4 separate regions of the Mus musculus genome follow, and all the other regions are linked to region 1. The links are chromatin contacts, called in public HiChIP or PLAC-seq and promoter capture Hi-C maps. All regions are on one chromosome and are shown on one strand. Each heading gives the region's core, a stretch centred on a gene start, on an enhancer-like site or on the middle of the called end of the contact. The rest is flanking DNA. Distances are from core to core; before and after follow the strand shown.

The links. Promoter capture Hi-C pulls out the DNA fragments that hold promoters and counts their contacts. HiChIP or PLAC-seq counts read pairs in DNA pulled down with a chosen protein or histone mark. Capture Hi-C pulls out chosen DNA fragments and counts their contacts.
Region 2: a contact with region 1 is called in a promoter capture Hi-C map of liver, with 6 times the contacts expected there. The contact joins the promoter of Swi5 here to the promoter of Miga2 in region 1. A contact is called at or near these places in 3 of 39 promoter capture datasets (hippocampal neurons and liver) and 1 of 9 other capture datasets (adipose tissue).
Region 3: a contact with region 1 is called in a promoter capture Hi-C map of liver, with 3 times the contacts expected there. The contact joins the promoter of Uck1 here to the promoter of Miga2 in region 1. A contact is called at or near these places in 1 of 39 promoter capture datasets (liver), 1 of 115 datasets of contacts at active chromatin or transcription factors (astrocytes) and 2 of 9 other capture datasets (adipose tissue and liver).
Region 4: a contact with region 1 is called in an H3K4me3 HiChIP or PLAC-seq map of embryonic forebrain, with 6 times the contacts expected there. The contact joins the promoter of Pomt1 here to the promoter of Miga2 in region 1. A contact is called at or near these places in 1 of 39 promoter capture datasets (hippocampal neurons) and 4 of 115 datasets of contacts at active chromatin or transcription factors (embryonic forebrain, embryonic hindbrain, embryonic midbrain and 1 more).

The regions. Positions count from the first base shown.
Region 1 is chr2:30,361,240-30,366,973 of GRCm38.p6, forward strand. It overlaps Miga2 (mitoguardin 2), which reads left to right and starts at 2,994. Exons shown (of 16, transcript NM_001242407.1): 1 at 2,994-3,066.
Region 2 is chr2:32,285,850-32,291,583 of GRCm38.p6, forward strand. Swi5 (SWI5 recombination repair homolog (yeast)) reads right to left here and starts at 2,220. Exons shown (of 5, transcript NM_175190.5): 1 at 2,037-2,220; 2 at 1,748-1,796. It overlaps Golga2 (golgi autoantigen, golgin subfamily a, 2), which reads left to right and starts at 2,477. Exons shown (of 26, transcript NM_001080968.2): 1 at 2,477-2,547. The coding sequence starts at 2,500.
Region 3 is chr2:32,257,157-32,262,890 of GRCm38.p6, forward strand. It overlaps Uck1 (uridine-cytidine kinase 1), which reads right to left and starts at 2,949. Exons shown (of 7, transcript NM_011675.2): 1 at 2,753-2,949; 2 at 2,424-2,583; 3 at 1,415-1,511; 4 at 1,121-1,263; 5 at 934-1,028. The coding sequence starts at 2,878.
Region 4 is chr2:32,234,206-32,239,939 of GRCm38.p6, forward strand. Pomt1 (protein-O-mannosyltransferase 1) reads left to right here and starts at 2,435. Exons shown (of 20, transcript NM_145145.2): 1 at 2,435-2,536; 2 at 3,155-3,306. The coding sequence starts at 2,501. It overlaps Prrc2b (proline-rich coiled-coil 2B), which reads left to right. Exons shown (of 32, transcript NM_001159634.1): 32 at 1-332.

The sequences.
Region 1 (5,734 bases), core at 1,744-4,243:
CAGAGAGCTCACAGGCAGGGAGAAGGCTCTCAAGCCAAGCATGAGCCTTCTTAGTTGGGAGGTTCGTAATGACTATTCCTGGTTGTCAACTTACTATATAGAGACTACCCTTACGTTCCGTGACTCTAGAGAACCCTGGCTAATACAAGGTCGAAGTTCGTGTTTCTGCCAGGTGGAGAAAATGGGCTGCTCTAGGACATGAGCATGGCCTGACCTTGAGTGCGGTCGCTCAGTCCCCGGAAGGCAGGAGGACGTCCTGCTTCTACTGCTTCCCCTGTGGCTCAGGGAAGAGGATTTGGTGCCTGACTCCATCTGTTCTTGCTCCTGCTTCAAAGATTCATCTTTTTTTTAAAAAGATTTATTTATTTTTATTATATAGAAGTACAGTGTAGCTGTCTTCAGACACTCCAGAGGAGGGAGTCAGATCTCATTACGGATGGTTGTGAGCCACCATGTGGTTGCTGGGATTTGAACTCAGAACCTTCGGAAGAGCAGTCAGTGCTCTTAACCGCTAAGCCATCTCTCCAGCCCCCAGCAAGCACTTTTAAACCACTGAGCTATCTCTCCAACCCTTCAAAATTTGTTTGTTTCTCTTCTCCTTCTCCTTCTCCTTCTCCTTCTCCTTCTTCTTCTTCCTCTTCCTCTTCCTCCTCTTCCTCCTTCTCCTCCTCTTCCTCTTCTTCTTCCTCCTCCTCCTCCTCCTCTTCTTCTTCCTCCCCCTCTTCTTCCTCCTCTTCCTCTTCAGTCAGGGTCTCACTATGTAGCCTTGGCTACTATACAGACTGGGCTGGCCTAGAACTCACTGAGATTCACATGCTCCTGCCTTCCCAGTCCTGGGATTAAAGGTGTACATCACCACACCTGTCAAAATCTCAGCTTTGGGCTGGAGAGATGGCTCAGTGGTCAAGAGTACTGACAGACTGCTCCTCTGAAAGGTCCTGAGTTCAACTCCCAGCAACCACATGGTGGCTCACAACCATCTGTAATGAGATCTGATGCCCTCTTCTGGTGTGTCTGAAGTCAGCTACAGTGTACTCGTATACATAAAATAACTAAATAATATTAAATAGGGCTGGAGAGATGGCTCAGTGGTTAAGAACACCGACTTCTCTTCCGAAGGTCCTGAGTTCAAACCCCAGCAACCACATGGTGCCTCACGACCATCCTTAATGAGATCTGACGCCCTCTTCTGGTGTGTCTGAAGACAGCTACAGTGTACTTAGATATAATAATAATAAAAAAATCTTTAAAAAAATAATATTAAGTGAAAACCTCATCTTTTCACCCAGAGCTGTTCCTCAGCTGGTCCCTTTGCTTTGTCATCTGTCTGTGCAGGGGTGAACCTGAGCCATCTGGGTGTTTGTTCAGGCATCTGGGTGTTGTCCTAAGAGCAGGCGGGGCCCAGATATGTGGAGTTTGAAAATAAAACAAAACAAAACAAAAAACTTCAGGAGACTGCCAGTCTCCTACCACTGACCTAACATTAACAGGCTCTGTAACTACACACTGGTAACTCACAAGCCCCAAGTGTCTGTGTTCACAGTCTTGTATGCGAAATTGTTCCTCTTTACTCTGTACTTACCAGGATCTGTCTGTAGCTGGCCATAGTGACCATTCAGACAGCATCCAGCTCTGTCCTGTTAAAGCCATTTATAATTGCATGTCTTTATTCAGTAACTCACACTGGCTGAAAAGGATCAGTAACTGGAGGCTGGAGAGATGGCTCAATTGGTAAGCCCAGTGTATTGTTCTTGCAGAGAACTAGGGTTCAATTCCCAGCACCCACAGAATTCCTCTCAGTTGTAACTCCAGTTCCAGGCGATCAGAGGTCGCCCTCTTCTGGCCTATATAGGCACTACTTGCACCTTTTACCAAAAAAGTTCACTTTGGCCTTTATTTTTTTCCCCTGATATTCAAATAATAATTATTTACTAATTTAGAATTTGGATGTAGCTGGGCAGAGTTTCACATGCTTGTATATAATTCCAACACTTCGCCGGGCAGTGGTGGTGCACGCCTTTAATCCCAGCTCTTGGGAGGCAGAGGCAGGCAGATTTCTGAGTTCGAGGCCAGTCTGGTCAACAAAGTGAGTTCCAGGACAGCCAGGGCTACACAGAGAAACCCTGTCTCGAAAAAGAAAGAAAGAAAGAGAGAGAGAGAGAGAGAGAGAGAGAGAGAGAGAAACCCAAAAAACCAAACCAACCAACCAAACAAACAAAAAAAACCCCAATAATTCCAGCACTTCAGGCGATTGGAGGCAGGAGGATCAAGAATTCAAGATCAGCGGGCAGTGCGGTGGTGACACCTGGCTTTAATCCCAACAGAGGGCAGGAGTTCCAGGACAGCCTGGGCTACACAAAAAAAAAATCGCCTCAGAAAATAACAAAACAAAACAAAAAAAACCAAAAACCAACCCAACCAACCAAAACCCCAAACCAAACCAAACTAAAAAACAAACATACAAAACCTGCTAGTCTCCAAAGCATAGATCCTTTAGGAACCCTGTCTCAAAAAAAAAAAAAAAAAAAAAAAAAAAAAAAAAAAATCCAAAACCAAGAAACCAAACCAAACCATGCATAAATAAGGGTTGTAGATGTGCGTGTGCGTGCATGCGTGTGTGCCTGTTGGTGTGAGAGTATGTGTAGCGCAGGAGTTTGGTAATCAGGTGTGACATCCCAGTGACAACAACGCTGAGGACCAGCGTGTGGCAGAGACTCTCTAAGCAGCTGCTTCCCAGAAAGCCCCAGGTGTCCACTAACTCCACCGCCTTTTTAGTGTCCGTGTGTCTGTCTAATCCTAGTGACCAATCGGAGGAGAGAAGAGGACATTCCACACTGCAACCACACTTAGGGGGCGGTGCGAAAAGCGAGGGAGGCGGAGTCTGCGTGATCACGTAGCTCACCCCATTGGCCAAGGGCCTCGCCGATGCGGAGCGATATGGAGACGCTCATTGGTCAGAGCTGTGTTGGCCGGCCCGAGGCCACGCCTTCCCCATCCAGCGGCGTGGTTTGGTTGTATTGCCGCCTGGAAAGGAGACGCTGCCCTTCCCCAGCGATGGGATCCCTGGTGAGTGACGGCCACTGCGCGGGCGACCAGATCAGCAGGGCTAGAAGCGAGGCTTGCGGAGCATGGAACCCGGCCCACGCCGGGGTCTGCGATCCAGCCAGCCCGCGAAGGTGTCCAAGGTGGGATGAGTGGATCCCCTGGACCAGGCGGCTCGAGAGGATGCGTGGCTCCGTGGGTGGAACGAGAAAGGAGCTGGGTCAGAGAGGAGACTCCCGGGCCTGGAACGCTGCGAGCATCTAAAAGTATGGTCGCGGGCACCTCCCCCCCCAGGTGTGCCGGCTGTGGGCAGCGCTGTATGTGGACAGCGGTCAAGGATGTCCTAGGGAGGTCGGGGCCAAAGCAGGAAGGTCCCTGCCCAGGCTCCGCAAGGAGCAGATACTGAAGCTTGGAATATTGTTGATGTTCACTGTGGGGTTGCCCAATGCCCGGCTGCGTGGGATCCCACAGAGATGTGCAGGGGTGGGACAAACAGGACATGAGGCAGAGTGAGCTGTAGTACTGCCTGGTTCTGATAACACAGCCAGGTCAAAGTGGGACGAGAGAATGCTCAGGCCAATTAGTAGGGTTGGCTTGCACAAAAGAGGAGGGCCTGGATTGGAAAGCCGGGATATCAGGCCTAAGGTGCCAGGGTGGAGGAGCAGATAACCTACCTGCTCAAGAATGTGGAGCAGGATTGGTGGCCAGCATTAGAATAGAGAGACAGGTAGGATATGATGATGAGCTTGGACCCTTCCTTCCTCTTGGGCACAGACAAGGCTAACTGGACTCACCTGCAAACAGATGCCAGGCCTCCCCTTCCCTCTCTCCTCCTGCCTGGATCCTAGAATAGGCTCACCTCTAATACCAGGTGGCCTTCCCAGACGTTCAAGGCCCTCAGGTTTGATACAAGCAAGCAGCAGGCAATGGCTAGGGTGCTCGGCCCAGCCTCGGTCCTCATCTCTCAAAGCCTCAGTATTCCTATCCTTGCGTGCTCTGAGAAGGACTCCACTGAGGCCTCACAGAGAGCTAGTGCGCTGGCTTGTTGAAATGCTCTGAGAAGTATATCTCCTGCTATTTGATGTCCTTGTCTCTCACTCAGTGCCCTGCCAGGCTGGAGGCACATCATAGCCCACTTAACCTCTAGGCAAAAATGTACCCTGCCCTTGACAGTGTGGCAATTTCTTTAGCCCTTGAACCTCACTCTGCCTGCCAGCCCTCTTGCCCTCTCCCCTCCCCCCACAGCCCTAGGGCCAGCCTGATAGGGCTGTATGCCTTCCCCCACTCACCAAGGATAATCTGTTCCTTGTTCATGTCTTGTGCTGGCCTAGTGACTTTTGGTCATCATCCCAGAGAGACAGGGTCTGTCCTGGCCTATGGTGTTCCTTCCTCTGAAGATCTCAGAAAGCATCCTTGAACTTGAACAAGACCCCTGCTGCAGGGTCTTGGGGTCTCAGAATATGTGATCAAACATCTCATCTGGCTTTGGGTCTTAGTGGGTCTTGGGCTATCTTTTCTCTCTGTGTCTCTGCTGGGGTGCACTGCCTGTTCCTGCTGTGTTAAGCAGAACCCAGAGTCCAGTAGACCTTGACATACCCTCTCTTCACCACTTAGCAACCGATGAGTTATTTTGGACTCCTGGCTTAGGTTGGACAAAACTCAGTTTCTTCATGAGAAGGTGGGGAGAGTCAGGGAGAAACATCTGCCCATATAGCTGTCATGACTCAGTTGGTTCATAGCAGGAAACACAACACTTGGGGGACAAAAAGTAAGAGAAGTATCTAGAATTCAGATCCAGCCTGTGCTACAGTATATGACTCTGTCTCAAAAATAAATATAAGTCAAAACAAAACAAACAACAAAACCCCCACCACCACAACAAGATCAGCACAAATATTTAGGCCACAGGAAGTGAAGCATTCCTGGCTCTGAAAAGGATGTCAGTCTGCAGCCTGAGATCTTTATTTAGAAGATGGCCAGTGTTTTTAGAAAGACTGAGAAAGTGCAGAAGGCCCTGAGTTAGGGGATGACCTATTTATCTCCCGGTCTCAGGGTTCTTTCTATGCCAACATGCCACGCATGTCTCCCTCTGCTGCCGGGCTTATAGAGGTGTCTGTGGGGTATCTGGCTGCTTGCCTGCCTGTGGGGGCAGAGGGCTGGGGCCTGGTGTTCCTGATGCACGCCTGCTGTTCATTCAGCCACTGGAGGCACTATTTTTTTCCCCCACTGCTTCACGCTAGACAAGTGCTTTAAAAAATTTTGAGACAGGGTCTGCCCAAGTTGCCCAGTCATTCTTTGAGCTTTTGATCCTCCTGCCTCAGCTGGAATCACAAGCCTGAAGTGCCCAACCTCTGGGGCCTCTCTTGTTTATATCTCTGTGTGCTGACATGTGCACCTTTCTGTAAAAAACAAAACAAACAAACAAACAAACAAAACATCCCATAGATGAGCGTTTTGCATGTGTATATGTCTGTGCACCATGAGTGCCTGGTGCCTTCACAGGTCAGAAGAGGGCAGAGGGCATCAGGTCCCCTTCAGCTGGAGTTGTGACAGTTGTGAGCTAGCATTTGGGTGCTGGGAATTGAATCTGGGCCTTCTAGAAGGATAGCTAATGTTTTTAACTTGCTGAGCCAACTTTTTTGGTTTTTCGAGACAGGGTTTCTCTGTATAGCCCTGGCTGTCCTGGAACTCA
Region 2 (5,734 bases), core at 970-3,469, 1.9 Mb after region 1:
CTCACACTCTCAAAAGCTGTGCTTTGACCTCCATATGTACTCTGTGACTTTCCAGTGCCCACAAAAACTAAGTACATTTTAAAATGTAATTTTAAATTATTCTAATTCCCTGGTGATGGAGAGATGGCTCACTGGTTAAGAGCACTGACTAGCCGGGCAGTGGCGGCGCACGCCTTTAATCCAAGCACTTGGGAGGCAGAGGCAGGCAGATTTCTGAGTTCAAGGCCAGCCTGGTCTACAGAATGAGTTCCAGGACAGCCAGGGCTATACAGAGAAACCCTGTCTCAAAAAACAAAACAAAACAAAAAAAAAGAGGTCTTGAGTTCAGTTCCCAGCAATGGTAGCTCACAAGCATCTGTAATGAGATCCGATGCCCTCTTCTGGTGTGTCTGAAGTCAGCTACAGTGTACTCATATACATAAAATAAATAATTTTTAAAAAATTAAAATCAATTATTAAAAAAAAAAAAAGCCAAGGCCTTTATTCTCAGTACTGGGAGGCTGAGGCAAGCACAACTCTAAGTTCAAGGACAGCCCTGACTCAATAAAACCAAGTAATAGTAATTTTAAAAAGAATACTTACTGTTTTTTATGTTGGCATCCTCTGCAGCAAATATTGTGCTGGGATCCCTGATTCTAAAATCAAGGTGGTACTGCAGGCTGGAAGAGATGCCCGTCTGCCTCCCGAGTGCTGGGATAAACGCCTGCACCGGCATTGCTTTGCTTACTGTGCTCTTTTTTCTCCGAGTCCCCATAATTTATCCTGGCTCTCTAGCATTTTGAGTTGCTAAGGCAGGAGGATGAAGAGTATTAAACTAGTGTGGGACCACAAAAGGGCATCCTTGAATACAGCCTGAGTCTGGGACCAGCCTGCCTCCATCTGAGGCTTAAAAGCCATCTTATTAAGTACAAAATACACTCAATCCTCTTTATGATTAAACCTGCTTCTCAAGGAATTGGGCTATGCCCCACCTAAAACCTTAACTTCAAATGGTTCTGCATGGCCTGTTACAGGGATGGCAGTCTTGTCTTTGTTCCAAAAAGTTGTTTATAACCATCTTGCAACCCCACCTTTGTTTCAAAAGGAAGACCTTGTTCTGCCCATCTTGCAATCATGTCTTTGAGGAGGTCATTTGGACTAACGGGTATGCTTATGTTCTGCCTCTGTAACCCCACCAAGTCCCCATTTAGAAACCCCCTACCCCTGAACTCTAAAAAGCCTTGTCGTCCTCAATCCGAGGCTGACTTTTCGAGCTCCGCCTTAGGGACCCGTTTACACGAATTAAAATGTTTGCTTTAACCAACTGTTTGCTTTGAGTTGGCCACTATGATTTGGGTCTTTCTCCTCTAATCTTTGGTATTGACAACTGTCTCAAAGGGAAGGGGTATAAAAAAAAAAGAAATTACTAAAAAGAAGCGAATCATCTAAAAGAGTACTTTAAAAATTCATCTTTTGAGGATGAGAAATGAATAACTTTGAGTTTTGGGGGTGGCATTGGGAGTGGTCAGCATAAAGATGCACATATTTCTTGACTGGGGAACCATGCAGGGACTGGTGGCAGGCTGGGTGAGGGGACAAAGCAACGAGCAAGAGCGGTTGGAGAAGCGTAGGCATCGGGCAGGTAGGACTGGGAGGGGAGGAACCCATGTCTGAGAAAGGAAAGAGAAGGAGTGGAATTAGGAAAGGGCTAAGCTTGGAGGCGACCGGCGGGTGCTGGGATGCAGAGGGGTGGGGCTGATATACTCACCGGTGATCGGTAGCCGCCATGGTAAAGTCGGCTGAATTCTGACTCACCCCTGGGGAGGAACCCGAGAAAAAGGCTGATGAGGATGGGGTTACCGAGGGGGCGCGGGAGCCGCAGCTGCAAGAGGTTGGGTCGGGACCCAGCTACTGGGATGGGGTGGGGGTCTTTGGGGTCGGGGTGCGCATCGTGGGAAGGGGAAAGTGTGGAGAACGGGTTACGGAGAGGCCTGGTGAGGAGGCGTGAGGGGTCGGGCAAGGGCTGGAAAACGAAGCGCGGCGCGCTCCTCACCCACCTCCTGAACCCTAAGGTCCGGGGCACCCGGAGTGGGGTGGGCTTAAACTCGGAAGGGTCCAGGGTTGGGGTTAAACGGCTGCTTCAGGGAACTAGAAACCGACGACGGAGACCACCAACCGCCCCACGTCAGGCTGCGCACGCACCAAGTTAAAGCGGTTCCGCCCCTGCTTCCCATAGGCCGCTGTGAGGGGTCATGGCTGCGCGCGCAGCTCTCGTCGTTAACTCCACCCGTCGCTCAGGCCTCGCGACCGCGTGGCCACGCCTCCCTGTCGTTCATCGTTCTCATCAGCCAATGGGCTTGGAGAAGGTAGGTCACGCTGGGTTTCCGAGCGTCCAAGGGGCGCTCTGCACCCGCCTTCTCTGGCCCTTGTAGAGAAGCCGTAGCTTCCGGAAGCAGTTTCGCGGTGGCTGCCGGGATCGTGGTGATGTGGCCCCCCCGCTTCCCCCCTCCCCGCCCCGGGATGTCGGAAGAAACCAGGCAGAGCAAATTGGCTGCGGCCAAGAAAAAGGTAAAGCGCTCCGGGTCGCGGCCCCTTGACCCCACCCGAGCTCCTCCAACGGCAGGACCCATGACCAGAGTCCGAGTCTTTCCCGAGACACACGGGTAGAAGAACCCCTCAGCGCCCTGGGCTCCCCCAGTGAAGTCTTCTCAGCCAGCCCCGCCCCCTCAGCAACCCAGCCCCCGCCCTCTCAGTCGCCCCTAGGTGACTTTGGTCAGTGACACAGGGTCTCTTAGCCCCCGGCTCCGGACGCTCCAATCCAGACCTCCCAGGGCACCTGTCTCCAAGGTCCTCGGTCCTGGCCCTGTAGGCGACTCGGGCGTTGGTAGTATGGAGTGGAATGTAGTTACGTCACAGTCCCCCCTCGAAACTGTCATTACTACTCCGAGTCTGGTTTGGATTGCTCCACCTGCTCACCTAATGTTGTTGCCCCTTTTCCCGTTTCTCTGGTGGAGAACCCATTTCCACCTGGAAGGGAGCCCAAGTGTGGAATCTAGTGCGGAGACGCTGTAGGCGCCCGCATTCCCTTAACTTAGCATTAGTGTGAGCACAACACTGTCAGCACCCCTTGCTGACATGGATTGGTTTGGTTTGGATTTGGTTGTCTGCTCTCTAGAGAGACTGTAATCTCTCTGGAGCAAAACGCATGTTATAGTGTTGATCAGTGTCTTGGGGAACTGAACTTAACTTAAAATTCAGCCAGAATGTCTTTTCCAACTGGGGTGGTGAGAAGCACGGGATGCGGGTGAGGCATCTCACGGGAAACATCACTTTCCCATGCTTCTTTTGAGAGAAAAAAACCATAAAAGTCTGGTTTGGCATTTTCATAGATTTGTAGAGACTTCTCTCTGCGATGACAAGGGCTGTGCCCTTTCTGTTCCCATGTTCACTAAAGCCGTGGCTTCACGGTTTCTGCCCTTCTGTCATGTTGTAAACTTAGGAAGCAGGTTTAGGAAGTACTGCGGTGTACCTTTAGTATGTGTTGCTAAAACGGCCCCAGTGGAGTTAGGAGTGGAGCTGAGTTGTTAGGGTGTTTGTTTAGTATATACAAGGGCCTGTTCAGTACTCAGCGTAGTTTGCAAGAGTGGTGGCCTACCATGTATGAGGCTCTGGCTTGGATCCTGCAATGGCATTAGCTGGGCAGAGCAATGCATGCCTCTAATTTCCAAGACTGGAGGTAGAGGCAGAAGGATCAGGCCTTCAAGGTTATTTTTGTCTATATATGGAATTTGAGACCAGCTTGGTATATGGCATACCCAATATTGGGGCTGGAGAGAGGTTCAGCAGGTAAAAGCACTTGTTGCTCTTGCAGAGGACCTGGGTATAGCTCCCTTCACCCACAAGTCAGCTAACAACTATCTCAGCTAACTCCCTGGCTAGATGTTGTATATTATGCCCTCTTCTGGCCAATTAGGTTACTGCATGTACATGATGTACAGACATACATGTAAGCAAAAACAAACAACTACCCTCATATACATACAATCTTTTTAAAAATTAAATTAGATTTTGTGTTTGTTTTTGAGACAAGGTCTGTGTATTCCTGGCTGGCCCTGAACTCAGATATGCCTTTCTCTACCTGCCTAGTACTGGGTGAAAGGTGTAGGCCACCAAACCCAGCAATCCTGGTTTGTTTGTTTTCTTTTTTGAAGGGAAGCTGTATATATATGACTCAGTATTAGAATGCTGGGCTCTCATGCATAATGCTCCAGGTTCAGTCCCCAGCACTGCAACAACAACAAAGAAACCATTGATGTACTGGGCAGTGGTGGTGCACGCCTTTAATCCCAGCACTCGGGAGGCAGAGGCAGGTGGATTTCTGAGTTCGAGGCCAGTCTGGTCTACAGAGTGAGTTCCAGGACAGCCAGGGCTACACAGAGAAACCCTGTCTCGAAAAACCAAAAACCAAACCAAAACCCTCATTGACGTGAAGTTGCATTGAGAGTACTTTGGCTTTTGACAGTGCGATGGCTCATGGGTAGAGTATTTCCACACAAGCAAGGGGACCTGGGTTTGGATTTCCTAGATTCTATATAAAACCAGACATGGCAGCATGAATCTGTAAGCTTAGATGTCTGGCTAGATGAATGGTGGAGACAGAATTTTTAGAAGCTGAGGGGCCATCTAGCCTGGTGTGTGTGGTAATGAGAGACTTGTCTGAGAGTGGGAAAGAGGAAGCAACACTGAGGCTGTCCTCCGACATTGTTGCATGCACCATGACATAGCTATGTATCCTTTCTCACAGTGTGCATACATATATGTTTCCTCTGACAATCCTGTATATGTCATAACATGCATGTGTTCAGGCACACACACACATACACACACACACACACACATATGTTATAAGGATATGGTCTTTGAGAATTATTCCCAGCACAGACATGACGGTTCACAATCATCTGTGATTCCGGTTCCAAGGGTTCATGCTCTTCTGAACTCTGTGTGCACCAGGTATACATGTAGTACGCGCGCGTGCACATACACACACACACACACACACGGGCAAAACACTCATGCACATAAAATATACTTAAAAATAAATAAGAATAAAGACGGTCTTCTGTTATATAGTTGCTTGGCCTGGAACTTGCTATGTAGACCAGGCTAGTCTTATCTCATCATAGATATCCCTCCGCCTCTGCTTTGAGGGCTAGGATTAAAGGGGAGCACCACCATGCTAGCAAGAGAAAATGTCTGAAAAGAGGAGTGGGGTTTAAGGTCCAGGATACATAGTTCTTGTCTAGTAGTTCATGTGTTTGCCTGTTGTCTTTGGAGTCTGGGGATCACTGGGGAGCCCAGGCTGGCTCCCCTCTCATGCCTCCTGCCTCTCCCAGGAGTTGGGATTATAGATAGGTGACAGCACACCCAGCCAATTCCTGCCAACTAAATGTTTACTCTCTGGTCTCTACCTTTAGATTTTTCCCTTTGGGAGCTGCAAACCCCAGAGCAGGGCATCAGAAGATTTGAGTTTAGATTCCGTGTTTGCCTCTGTGTGTATGTGTATGGGCATGTGTGTATGTTGCTGGAATGGAATTTAGGGCCTCTTGAATGCTAGCCAAGTATTCCACTGAGCTACATTCCCAACCCAATTACTACCTTTTTAGCCATGCCATTTCTTCTGCCATTAAGAGGTCATTATTATATCTTGTAGACTCGTGGTACCATTACATGAGACTTACGTACATAAGAGTAT
Region 3 (5,734 bases), core at 1,699-4,198, 1.9 Mb after region 1:
GGGTGGGTCCTGATGCTGTGGGTTTGGGTCAAGGAGGCCTGTCCCCTGTGGCAGACAAATTGCTGAAGGCAGTAGAGACTCTTTCCATGAAAGGTGAGAAGAGCAAACCTGAGCTGGTACCCACTGTGGCAGGATCACCAGGTGGGGTGAAGAGGGACTGAAACCCACTCCCCTTCCCACCAGCCTGGGAAATGCTTTGGAGCGGCTTGCAGGATGGGAAGAGCTGAGTCAGGAAACTGGGGGTGTCAGTGGTACCACAGGAAGAAGGACAGAGGAGCCAGTTGTCCCTGCTCAGCTCACGCTCAGGTGCAGGGCTGGGGTTTCGCTGCCTTTCATCATCTACTCAGCAAAAGGCCTACAAGTAAGAGACTGCAACAGCCTGGACTTCACACATTGCACTCTGCAGAAACTTCAGAGAGCATAAGTATTAAAGAAAAAAATAGGTTAGCACACTTTAGGTGCGTGGGGGCAGTTCAAGACGGGTTTCTCTATTTAACAGCCCTGGCTGTCCTGGAACTCACTCTGTAGACCAGGCTGACCTAGAACTCGGAGATCCACCTGCCTCTGCCTCCTGAGTGCTGGGGTTAGACGTGTGCGCCACCACTGCCTGGCAATGGTGTGCACTTTAGTCCCAGCACCCGGAAGGCAGCTCTTTCAGCGGCAGCACAGGGATTTGGGTCCCGTTTTCCTAGTTCACAGGGGAGTGAGCAAGACACACAGGCCAGACTTGGAAGAGAACAGCTCATACGGGCACACCGGGGTCTAGCCTGAGACACATAGGCCAACAGTGCAGATAGCTCCCAGGCGGACAGAGCTGAGAGCCATGCAGTCACCCCAGGGTCTAGCCTGAGACACACTGGCAAACAGTGCAGACAGCTCCCAGGTGGACAGAGCTGACCCCCAATTTTGAGTTTGAATGCATAAAGGCAATACCGGCAGGCAGAACTCCTCAAAGGCTGGTTTCACAAAGGCGGTGTACTGAGTCAGGATCTGCTCCAGGTCCCTTCCTCGTTGCACATCCCGGAGAACTGCAGCAACAGGAACAAGGCACCATCATATGCCATCCTCCTTGGGACTCCTGGAAAACCCCAACCCCAGCCAGGGACCCAGAGGCCCTTACCTCTTCGAGACAGCCTAACATCAGAGTCTGTGTCCACAAAGAGGCGCAGGTGGAACATGTCCCGGATCTCCTGGGTGTAGAATACCAAGATGCCCTCGAACAGAACCACATCAGCTGGGTAGACCACAGTGGTCTCTGGTAACCTGCCAGGGAGAGACCAGGCTAGGCCCTGCTTGATGGCCCGCTCACATTAGTAACAAGGGGCCTGAGTAGAGGACAGTCCATGGAAACAGACTGCGATGGGACCCACCACGGGACTGGGTGTGACAGCCCTCCCAGGAACCACCTGCTTACCTTGAGTGGGTCACAAAATCATAGGTAGGGACCTCGACAGTTTTGCCTTCAACAATGTTTTTCAGGGTCTTGTGCATCAGATCATTATCAAAAGCATCTACAAAAACAGGAGAAGCCCAAACTGCCCATTTGCTCTGGTGCAGCAGAGGAGGAGGACCACCTCTGCCCAAGGGCAGCGCAGCTGGGAGCCAGGGGTGCTGAGGACCCCACAGCACACCCCAGGATGAAGGGTAAGGTTGTCCCACCAGAAACTGGAACAAAGACTTTCTGATTGGCTGACACTGGGGGAAAGAGATCATTTGAGCCTCTGCTCCTCTGTATCTGGCAAAACAAAGTTAAGAGTCCTATTCTCTGACCTTCAGGAGTCCCTAGGAAAGCTTAAACCTTCAGGAACACAGGCCCCTACCAGGCCAGGAAGCTCCAAGGCCTGAGCCCCAGATTAACCTCTGTTTCTACAACTGGCCTCCCTGAAGACTGACTGCCCCGAGACAGCTTGGGGAATCCAAAGGTCAGGCAGGCGGTAGGTAGGGTGTACAAAGGGCTCCTCAGCAACAAGGTGCCAGGCAGAGATTTCAACACATCAAGAAGCGATCCTCAACATCTCCTGGCTCCTCCTTCCTAAGTGGCTCTAGCAAAAATCTTGAGTCACTCCAGGCTCATGGAATTCAGCAAACCCTACCTTTCTGTGGGCCCACTACCAAGGGAAATGAGGGTAATGTTTCACGGAGCCCCATTGCTGCTGCATTCAATCCCCGCCCCCCTTGGCAGTTGGTGTCCAGCAGTTCTCTCTGGACAGCCTCAGTCTGGCACTTTGCATCCTATGTACACATCCCTGGACAGCCTCGGTGGCAGTCTGCATCCAACAAACATCTCCTACAGCCCTGGTCCAGCAGTCTGCATCCATACACATCTCTGTATCTGTCTGGCAGTCTGCAATCTCTGTAGAGCCCATATCTCACAGCAGTTTATCCTCTACCCCCAGCTCTCCAGGCAGACATTCTCCAGGTACCTGGGTGGTCAAAATTGTACTGTCCCTTCAAAGCCTTGGCCTTCTGCTCGGCCGTCAGAACCTTGTAGAAGCAGTCCTGGCTCAGGATGACCAACTTGCGCTGCCGGCGGTCCACTTCGTTCTGTCCCAGCAGCTCCATGATCTTCTCACACACTGTTGACTGGGGACAGAAGGTGCCAAAAGTGAGCTTGTGCACTGAGTGACCCGCCAGCCCCTGGGGACGACCCCCTTAGCTGCTAGCAACAGGTGCCGCGGTTGGGCCAGAGGCAATGGCGCCCCAACCAGCGGCCTGGCAATCCCTCCGCGAGGCCCAGGCGCAGGGCGCTCACCTTGCCACTAGCGGTGCCGCCGCTCACGCCGATGAGGAACGGCCGCGGCTGGGGACGATCGGCCTCGGGCGCGGCGCTCTCCGAGCCGCCGCCTCCCGCCGAAGCCATATCCGGAGCGACGGACATACATTCACCGACTCTGCCCGCTCCCGCCTGGACGTAGTGACGGATGCTGTGCGCATCGCTTCCGGGGACATGAGCGCATGCGCGCATGAGGCGCGGCACTCAAGGCCGTGTCCCTGAAGAGCCTCAGTGACTCCAGAATGACCCCTTTACCTGGAGGCGGGGCCTGGATGGGGCTCCACCTCCCGACGAGACGCACACTCAAGTGCTGGACTAGACCAAGGTCTCCAGCCCACTGACCCCTATTTCCCTAGCACAGCCGAGATCCTGTCACCCACAGGGTTAGGACCGTCCCTGCCTTATGCTTAACCCCATCAGTGCCTCCTGCCACGTGAGAACGTGTCATCCTGAGACACTTAGGAAGACCTCCCTCTCCCTGGCGCATTATTTAAGTATCTATGAATCTGTTAAAATCTCTTGATTTTTAGACAGATTCTTACCGCATAGCCCTTGCTGTCTGGTACTCTGAAGCCCAGGCTGGCCCCAAACATTCTCCTGCCTCAGCCTTCTGAGGGTGGGAGTAACAAGCATGTACCACCATGCCTGGCTTTTTAAAAAAAGGAAATATTTATAATAATTTTATTTATATGTGCTTGTGTGTGTGTTATGGGTCTGTGCACATGACTGAAGTGCCTGGGGAGTGTCAGATCCCCATAAGGCTGTAGTTACAGGCAGTTGTGAGCTGCCCATTTTAAATGCTGGGAACTGAACTCTGGTCCTATGCAAGAGCAGTACACTTTTTTTTTTTTCCACTTTACTTTATATGTATGGCTGTTTTACGTGCCCGTGTTTTTGTACCACATGCTTGGAGTTCCCACAGCGACCAGAAGAGGGAGTCGGTTCCCTCTGGTAGTGAACTTTCTAACAGTTAAAAGCTACCAGTAGGTACTGGGAATTGAAACTAGGCTTCTGGAAGAGCAGTCACTCCAACTCTCACTCCAACTCCAACAACCTGGCTTTTAAATTCTGTTGTTGTTGTTGTTGTTGTTTTGCTTTCTTTATGACAAATGTCTCATTGCGTAGCCCAAGCTGGCCTAGAACTTGCAAAGGAGATACGAATGGCTCTGAACTCACAGTGAGAGACCTCCTGCTTCTGCCTCCTGAGTACTAAGAATAAAGGCGTGCGCCATCATGCCTGGTCTTCAATTCTTCCTGTGAGCATTGATTGCTCCTGACGTTCATTTGCTATGAATACTTAGGGGGTTGAGAAATGGGGTGGAGCACTTACCTGGACGCTGCTGGACTCTCCAGTCTTGCTGCCTGCCTCGAGCAGAGGTGCTGCCAGTCCACCAGCCCAACTGCTTTTATGTCAGCACAGACTTGAAGCACTTGGTTGAGGCCTTAAGACAACCATGGAGTGGCCAGAGCTCCTGAAAGACCCAGCCTCATCCAGGCCTGTTTTAATTTGTACCAGACTTTTCTATCATAAGTCTCTAGATGGCCTGGGCCAGAGTGGGAGCCTGGAAGGAAAGACTGAGAGAAAAGGATTGCTCGTTTTGAAGGAACAGCTTCAGACAGGCTTGTGAGAGTCAGGCGATGAACATGAGACTCAGGACTGCAAGGAACAGCCATGCCACCCAGATGCCACCTAGCTGTCCCTCGAGCCTCTCTAGGCATGGATGTTAGAACTCAGCTTTCCCTCGGGATTCAGTCCAGGATCTCAGCCCGTTAGATGGTGGGCCATCCAGGGCTGGCCTTCTTTTTGTCTTGGTTAAACTTTACCAGAAACACCTTCATAGAGACATTGTCTTTGGGTTTTACTGCTGTAAAAAAACACCATGAAAACTCTTCTATTTTATTTTATTTTATTTTATTTTATTTCGAGACAGGGTTTCTCTGTATAGCCCTGGCTGTCCTGGAACTCACTTTGTAGACCAGGCTGGCTTCGAACTCAGAAATCCGCCTGCCTCTGCCTCCTGAGTGCTGGGATTAAAGGCGTGCACCACCACATCTGGCTCATGGCAACTCTTATAAGGACAACATTTAACCAGGCTTACAGGTTCAGAGGTTCAGTACATTATCATCAAGGCAGGAGCATAGCAGCATCAAGCAGGAATATTGCAGGAGGAGCTGAGAGTTCTACACCTTCAACCAAAGGAAGCCAGTAGTAGACTGGCTGCTATGGGGTTAGGAGGAGGGTCTCAAAGCCTACCCCCATAATGACACACTTCCTCCAACAAGACCATACTTCCTAGTAGTGCCTCTCCCTAGACCAATCATTTTCAAACCACTGTAGACATCTACAGGTGTTTCCATGGATCCTAAATGTACTCCAGTTGATAATGAAGGCTGACCATCATAACTGTAATGGTGGTGCATACCTGTAATTCCTGTACTTGGGAGGCTGGGGCAGGACTCCGAGTTTGAATCCAACTAGATGTATAAGGAAACCCTATCTCAAAAACAAAACAAAACAGAACAAAACAAAGCAAACAACAACAACAAAACCCAGAAAAGCAAACAAACTCAATCCACCAACATCTTATGAGCACCAAGTTTCCTCTACCACCTTCGCTCAGCCCAATCCTATCCTAAGGCCAGATAACCGGGGGGGGGGGGGGGGGTGGACAAGCATTGGAGATGAGAACGCTGGGGCAGTGGGTGGAGCTGAGACAAGCACTGCAGGGTGAGGACCATGGTGAGATGGGTGTGATGGGACAGCTTTGGGGCCTTCCAGCTCCTTAATGGTCAGCAGAGCAGGCTGCAATCAAAGTCAGGCTCCTGCCTGATCTCTCCTCTCAGTGGTGTCGCCTCTGACTCTTCCAGTATTGGTGTTCCTGATGAATCAGAATCCAGAAGATCCCAAAGATGACAAAACAGGCCCAGCTTCTGCCTGGCAAACCAGCTAGGCAAGTTTGC
Region 4 (5,734 bases), core at 1,185-3,684, 1.9 Mb after region 1:
TTATAGAAAAGGACTTGGGGGATTGTTCTTTTTGAGGGTCCTTTTGTTTTCCTTTGCTTTTCTTTTGGCCTTCCCTCTGTCTTTCACTTAGACCAGCTATTTGAAAGGGCAGACGATGCTAAAGGTGTACTGTGCAGCTTGTTTAGACGTGATATGGGGAACTTCTTCGGATGGGAAATGGAATCGTGAATTCACCCTCCCTTCCCTCCGGGTCAGTCCCTGTTGTTTCTCCTTTCAAATATGTGATTGTACTAGGTCTTTCCATACGAAAGAACTCTCCTTATTTAAATAAAAAAAAAGTATAAAAAAATAAAGCCAAACATGCTTTCTCAGGCTGTGTCGGTTTTCTATCATCTGGAAGAGTACGGCTGGCGCACTGCTTCCCGGGAGACTGGGAGTGGCCAGAATACCTTAGGGAGCGCAGCACTGTGCTGTGGTGGTGTTCCCAAGGCTCACCTAGGCAGCCATCCCAAGAACAGCTTTTTCTATGACTTTTGCCTTTGTCTTCCATTAATTGGTTATTTTAAAACCTTAAGACAGGATTCGAAAGATGTCCTCGGTGTGGAGGGAAGGCGACTTGGGTAAACGGAGCAAGGTCTCAAGCAATTTAGCAGGGACTAGGACACATGTCTTTCCTTCAGGGTCTCTGAGAAGGCTAAGCACGGAAGGGGTTGCAGATCATACAAATTAATATATATTCAAAGACATTAGTTGGTCTACATGGACATTTTTTTCTTTACACTGGGCCTCAGGAACCCCCTACCACAACAGGCAGCCTGTGGTTAAGGCACATCTCGAAAATGGGCAGCACCAAGAAGCCTTGTCCTCTCTGTGGGCCAACCCATGACCATCCTATCCTGTACTTCCTGCCTGATTGCTATCTGGGTTTCTATAGGAACAAGTGGAGGACTGCACTGTACTTCTGTGGAAGAAAAAATTAGATCTGGGGCAGGAAAGGTCAGGGGGATTCATATAGATAGGTTCAGGCTCAGTCATCACTGAGGCCTGGAACCTAGGTACAGGGCTGTCGGGACATTTTATTTATCAAATGTCATTTGTTAACACTAGTGAAGGGTGGTGTGGATTCAGAAGTCACTGGTGAGCATACAGTTGTAGGCCAGCCAGCATTACAAAAAAAAAAACAAAGTGCCAAAGGCAGTGCATGAGAAATCCCAGTCCCCCAGGCATAAGCCTCTTGCTACAGAACAGGCAAGGGTCTGGGTAGTAGCATCCACTAGCTTTTAAAGCCACATACATACCTCAGGTTTCCAGCAAGCAACACAATTTCCTCCTGAAGCTGAGTGCCCACGAGCTGTCCTGAAGCACCAGCATGACTTACATGATCAGACTAAACTTGGAACCCAAAGAGCTCGCTCTCCAATCTTCTGGCGCCCTTTCTTTGCAGGAACTTGGGTAGACTATGCTTAAACGATGAACAAACAATTCCGTGCACTCTTGACTAATGTATTTTATATGTATCTGTGGTAACTTGACTGCCTGGTGCCAGATTCTCTGGAATTGCGGTTCCAGATGATTCTGAGCTGTCATGTGGATGCTGGAAATGGAATCAAGGACCTCTTTTTTTGTTTTTGTTTGTTTTGTTTTCGAGACAGGGTTTCTCTGTATATCTGTAGACCAGGCTGGCCTCGAACTCAGAAATCCGCCTGCTCTACAGCGTGAGTTCCAGGACAGCCAGGGCTATACAGAGAAACCCTGTCTCGAAAAAAAAAAAGAAGAAGAAGAAGAAGAAAATCCCTAAGGACCTCTTTAAGAGCATCCAGTGCTCCTAACCACTGAGCGATCGCCCAGCCCCATTGCTACAATCTTAAACCGGATGTCACCCAATGCTAAGCTAACTTGTAAAAACTGAATTTTGGCAAAACATCTGGAGTCGGTTCGGGCTTGGCTTGCCATCTGAGCGTGATTGTAATACCCACCCACCTAAAAAGGCATGATTGTAATACCTGCGCTGGGGAAGCAAAGGCAGTAGTTCAAAGCCATCATCCTCTACATAGCGAGCCTGAGACCTTGGGGAGGAGGAGGGACAGACAGCTTGTAGGCATTCCAGTGTGGGAAGAGTTGAGAAAAAGCGATCCACCACTCACACAGCTCCAGGAGGTACAACGCACCCGAGGCTTCAAAGCTCTTACTCCTGCCCGTAAGCTAACGCGCTGCTTAACGAAACCGCTAAAGTAGACGCGAGGCCCGAAACGGAGAGCTCCGAGCACGTGAACAGCTTGTGGAAACACACTGTGCTTTATTAAAAAGGGGAAAGGGAGCCCTAAGGATAGGACAGTCAGTATGCCCAACTTTGATGGCCGGTGAGCACGCCGCGCATGCGCGCCACTACCTCGCGCTCCGGCTGCGCACGCGCGTCTCAGAGTCTGTCGGCCGCGTAGACACAACTAGTTGAGCGTCGATCCGTGGCCGCTGCAGAGTAATCGAGCGGCCTCGCCCCCAACGGTCGATCCTGCCTGGCGGTTCGCAGGCCTGGCTCCACATGGGGAGCCACTCTACGGGACTCGAAGAAACGCTCGTAGGTTTTGGAGTGCCAGATTTGAGAGCCCTCCTGGGGTCTGGGATCCGGCTTAGGGGCGGCGCGCTAGGGACGGTGGATGTTCGGATCCTGGCTGAGCAAGTCGTTTCCAGGGCGGCCTCTTGTAAAAGCCAGAGTGGGAAGAACTGTAGAGAAAGAACGGGCTCGGGGCACAAGCAACTCTAGGAGGAGAGGAATGCCTCCAGAAGAGGGAAAAGTCCATCCAGGTCACTGGGCTATGACAGTGCCCAGAGCTCCTCAGGGTCTTAGTTTTCAACCACATTGGGAAGGGACAGGAGAGGCCACTTCATTCATTAGCAGCCTTGTTCCTAGCAAGTGCCCAGCAGGTGTTTTTGGAATGACTTGTAGAAATGAGTATCCAGTTCTGAGATTCCTGAATTCACCCCTCAGATGTTTTTATGTATACCCTGTGCTTGAACACAACTGTAATTCTCCAACAGGTATGTTCTGGAAGAGTCCTTCTGGTTCTATTAACCCAACCCGCTATGCTGTAAATTCATCGTGACGCCAGGCGGCTTTAGGACCCTGTGGCCTCGTTTGTGCCTTCCCGGGCTGCTGTCCGTTTACTTTAATGGTAGTTCTTTCCCTCTTTTCCAGGGAGTCCTCCCGAGCTGGCTTTTCTGCAAAATGTTAAGATTTTTGAAACGGCCTCTAGTGGTGACTGTTGACATCAATTTGAACTTGGTAGCTCTGACTGGCCTGGGACTACTTACCCGACTATGGCAACTCTCCTACCCTCGGGCTGTGGTGTAAGTAGAGATCGGGGAGGAGAGTCAATGATCCAAGAGTCATTGTAATTAGTGACAGGAATCACCTTGCCGTACAGTGCAAAAGAGAGACATTCTGGGTTTCTTGGATCTCTTGGTGATGGATGTTTTAGCAGTGTATTGCTCAGGGTTCTCTAGAGTAACAACTTAAGAAGAACACTATGTTTGCATGTGTGTATATGTAAATAAATATAATATAGTATACATATATACATATGATTTATTGGAATGACGACTTACTGGCTGCAGTCCAGCTAATCCAACAATCGCTGACTGTGAATGGAAAAGTCCAGGACTCCAGTAGTTTTCTGCTCAGTCCACATGGCTGGGTGTCTCAGCTGGTCTTCAGTATACTCTGGCTTCCCAAAGAAGTGGGCTCTAGTGCCAAGGAAGGAATGGTCTTGCTAGCAAGGCGAGGGCAAGCAGGCTCAGAGGAAAACTTCCTACTTCTGTGTCTTTAAATAGATTTTCAGCAGGTGTGGTGCAAATTAAAGGTGTGTCTTCCCACCTCAAAATCTGGATTAAACTAGTGTTCCTTCCTGCCTTAAAGGTCCAGACGAGAAGTGGATCCATCCATTTTAAGCAAAAGATCTCTCATAGATGTACACTTAACTTCTGGATTGTAGATCATTCCAAATGTAGTCAAGGTGACAACCAGAAATAGTCATCGCAAGCAGTGTGGGTATGGCCCATTTGTCCCCCAGAACAACCACTAGAATACATACATTTTAGGGCTTACCTTATAGGACTATAGTAAGAAAGTTTTGGTCTGTCAGTTTCCAGCCTCACTTTTCCTTAGCCAGTTGAAAGGTGTCGGTTTGATGAATTTGTTCGTAAGGGGAACTATGCTGTTGTTATTGAGAGGGTATGTATATTAGCTAATACAGGCATTCTCTTCTACTTTGTTTTTTTTTTAAATACTTTAAGTTTTTTTTTTTAGATTTATTTATTATTATATATAAGTACACAGTAGCTGTCTTCAGATGCACCAGAAGAGGTCATCAGATCTCATTACAGATGGTTGTGAGCCACCATGTGGTTGCTGGGATTTGAACTCAGGACCTTTGGAAGAGCAGACAATGCTCTTACCCGCTGAGCCATCTCGCTAGCCCTCTCCTACTTTGTTATAGGGGTCAGATATATACATGGGTAGACTGATGACCTCAGCAGCCCCCTTAGAGATTAATTTGAAGAAGATTCTAGACATATGTATGACTAATTCACTATATACGTCTGAAAGATGAGGATTATTTAAGAGTATACGTGTGTCTGTCTGTCCATCTGTGCATGTGCACATGTGCCTTCAGACTCAGAAGAAGATGACAGATCCTCTGGAGCTCAAAATCCAGGTCTTTGAGATCTGCCTGAGTTCTGGGATCTGAACACAGGTCCTCCGTTTACAATCAGCACATGCCTTAACCATCTCTCCAGCTCCAAGATGAGGATTCTTTTTTGTGGGGGAGGTTGGGGGTTGTTTGGTTGGTTGGCTTTTGGTTTTTCGAGACAGGGTTTCTCTGCATAGCCCTGGCTGTCCTGGAACTCACTCTGTAGACCACGCTGGCCTCAAATTCAGAAATCTGCCTGCCTTTGCCTCCAAAGTGCTGGGATTAAAGGCGTGTGCCACTACTGCTTGGCAAGATGAGGATTCTTGAAAACAAAGAACACATAACCACGGTAGCGTTATCACACTTAAGACCTAATGTCTTTCATTATCTGAAGAAGCTTCTGTGTCATTCTTCCTTCCGCATTTGACTCCCTTTCAATTAGATCTTCAGTTCTGCTCCAGTCCACAGCTGTAGAAAGGTGCTGGTGGCCAGTGAGAGTATGAGATGGGATTAGCCTCAAGGCTCCTGGTCAGGAGGTTGACCTACACATACCTAAGTCAAAAGCTGTGGGGAGGCTGGGGAAGTGGCTCAGCTGGGTAAAGCACTTGTTATACAAGTGTGAGGACCAGAGTTCAGACTCCCTCACATGCCATGTGGGCAGTGTGTTCCATCTGTAATCCCAGCATGCTGCCAGCTAGGCAGGGACTCTCTGGAGCAAGCTAGCTAGGCAGACTAGCCAAATGACAAGCCTCAGACTGATGAGTGTCTCGGTAGATAAAATGGAGAGTGGCCAAGGGCCTGCACGTATGTGCACACACTTTCATACACGAGCATGCCTACACATAACTGCCTGTATATCACATACACATCCATGCAGGGGAGAAAAAGACTAGAGAAAGAAATAGGCTCTCTACAAGACATGCATGCTCACTGGGCTTGGTAAATTTCCCACCATGTTCCTGTGGGTTAAATGATGCTGTGTGTGTCTTTGTGTTTGGGGACAGAATACAGTTGGAACAAAGGATCCGACCCTCACGCTTCACTTACCTGAAGTCAGCTGGAAACGAGGTTTTATTTTCCTGTCT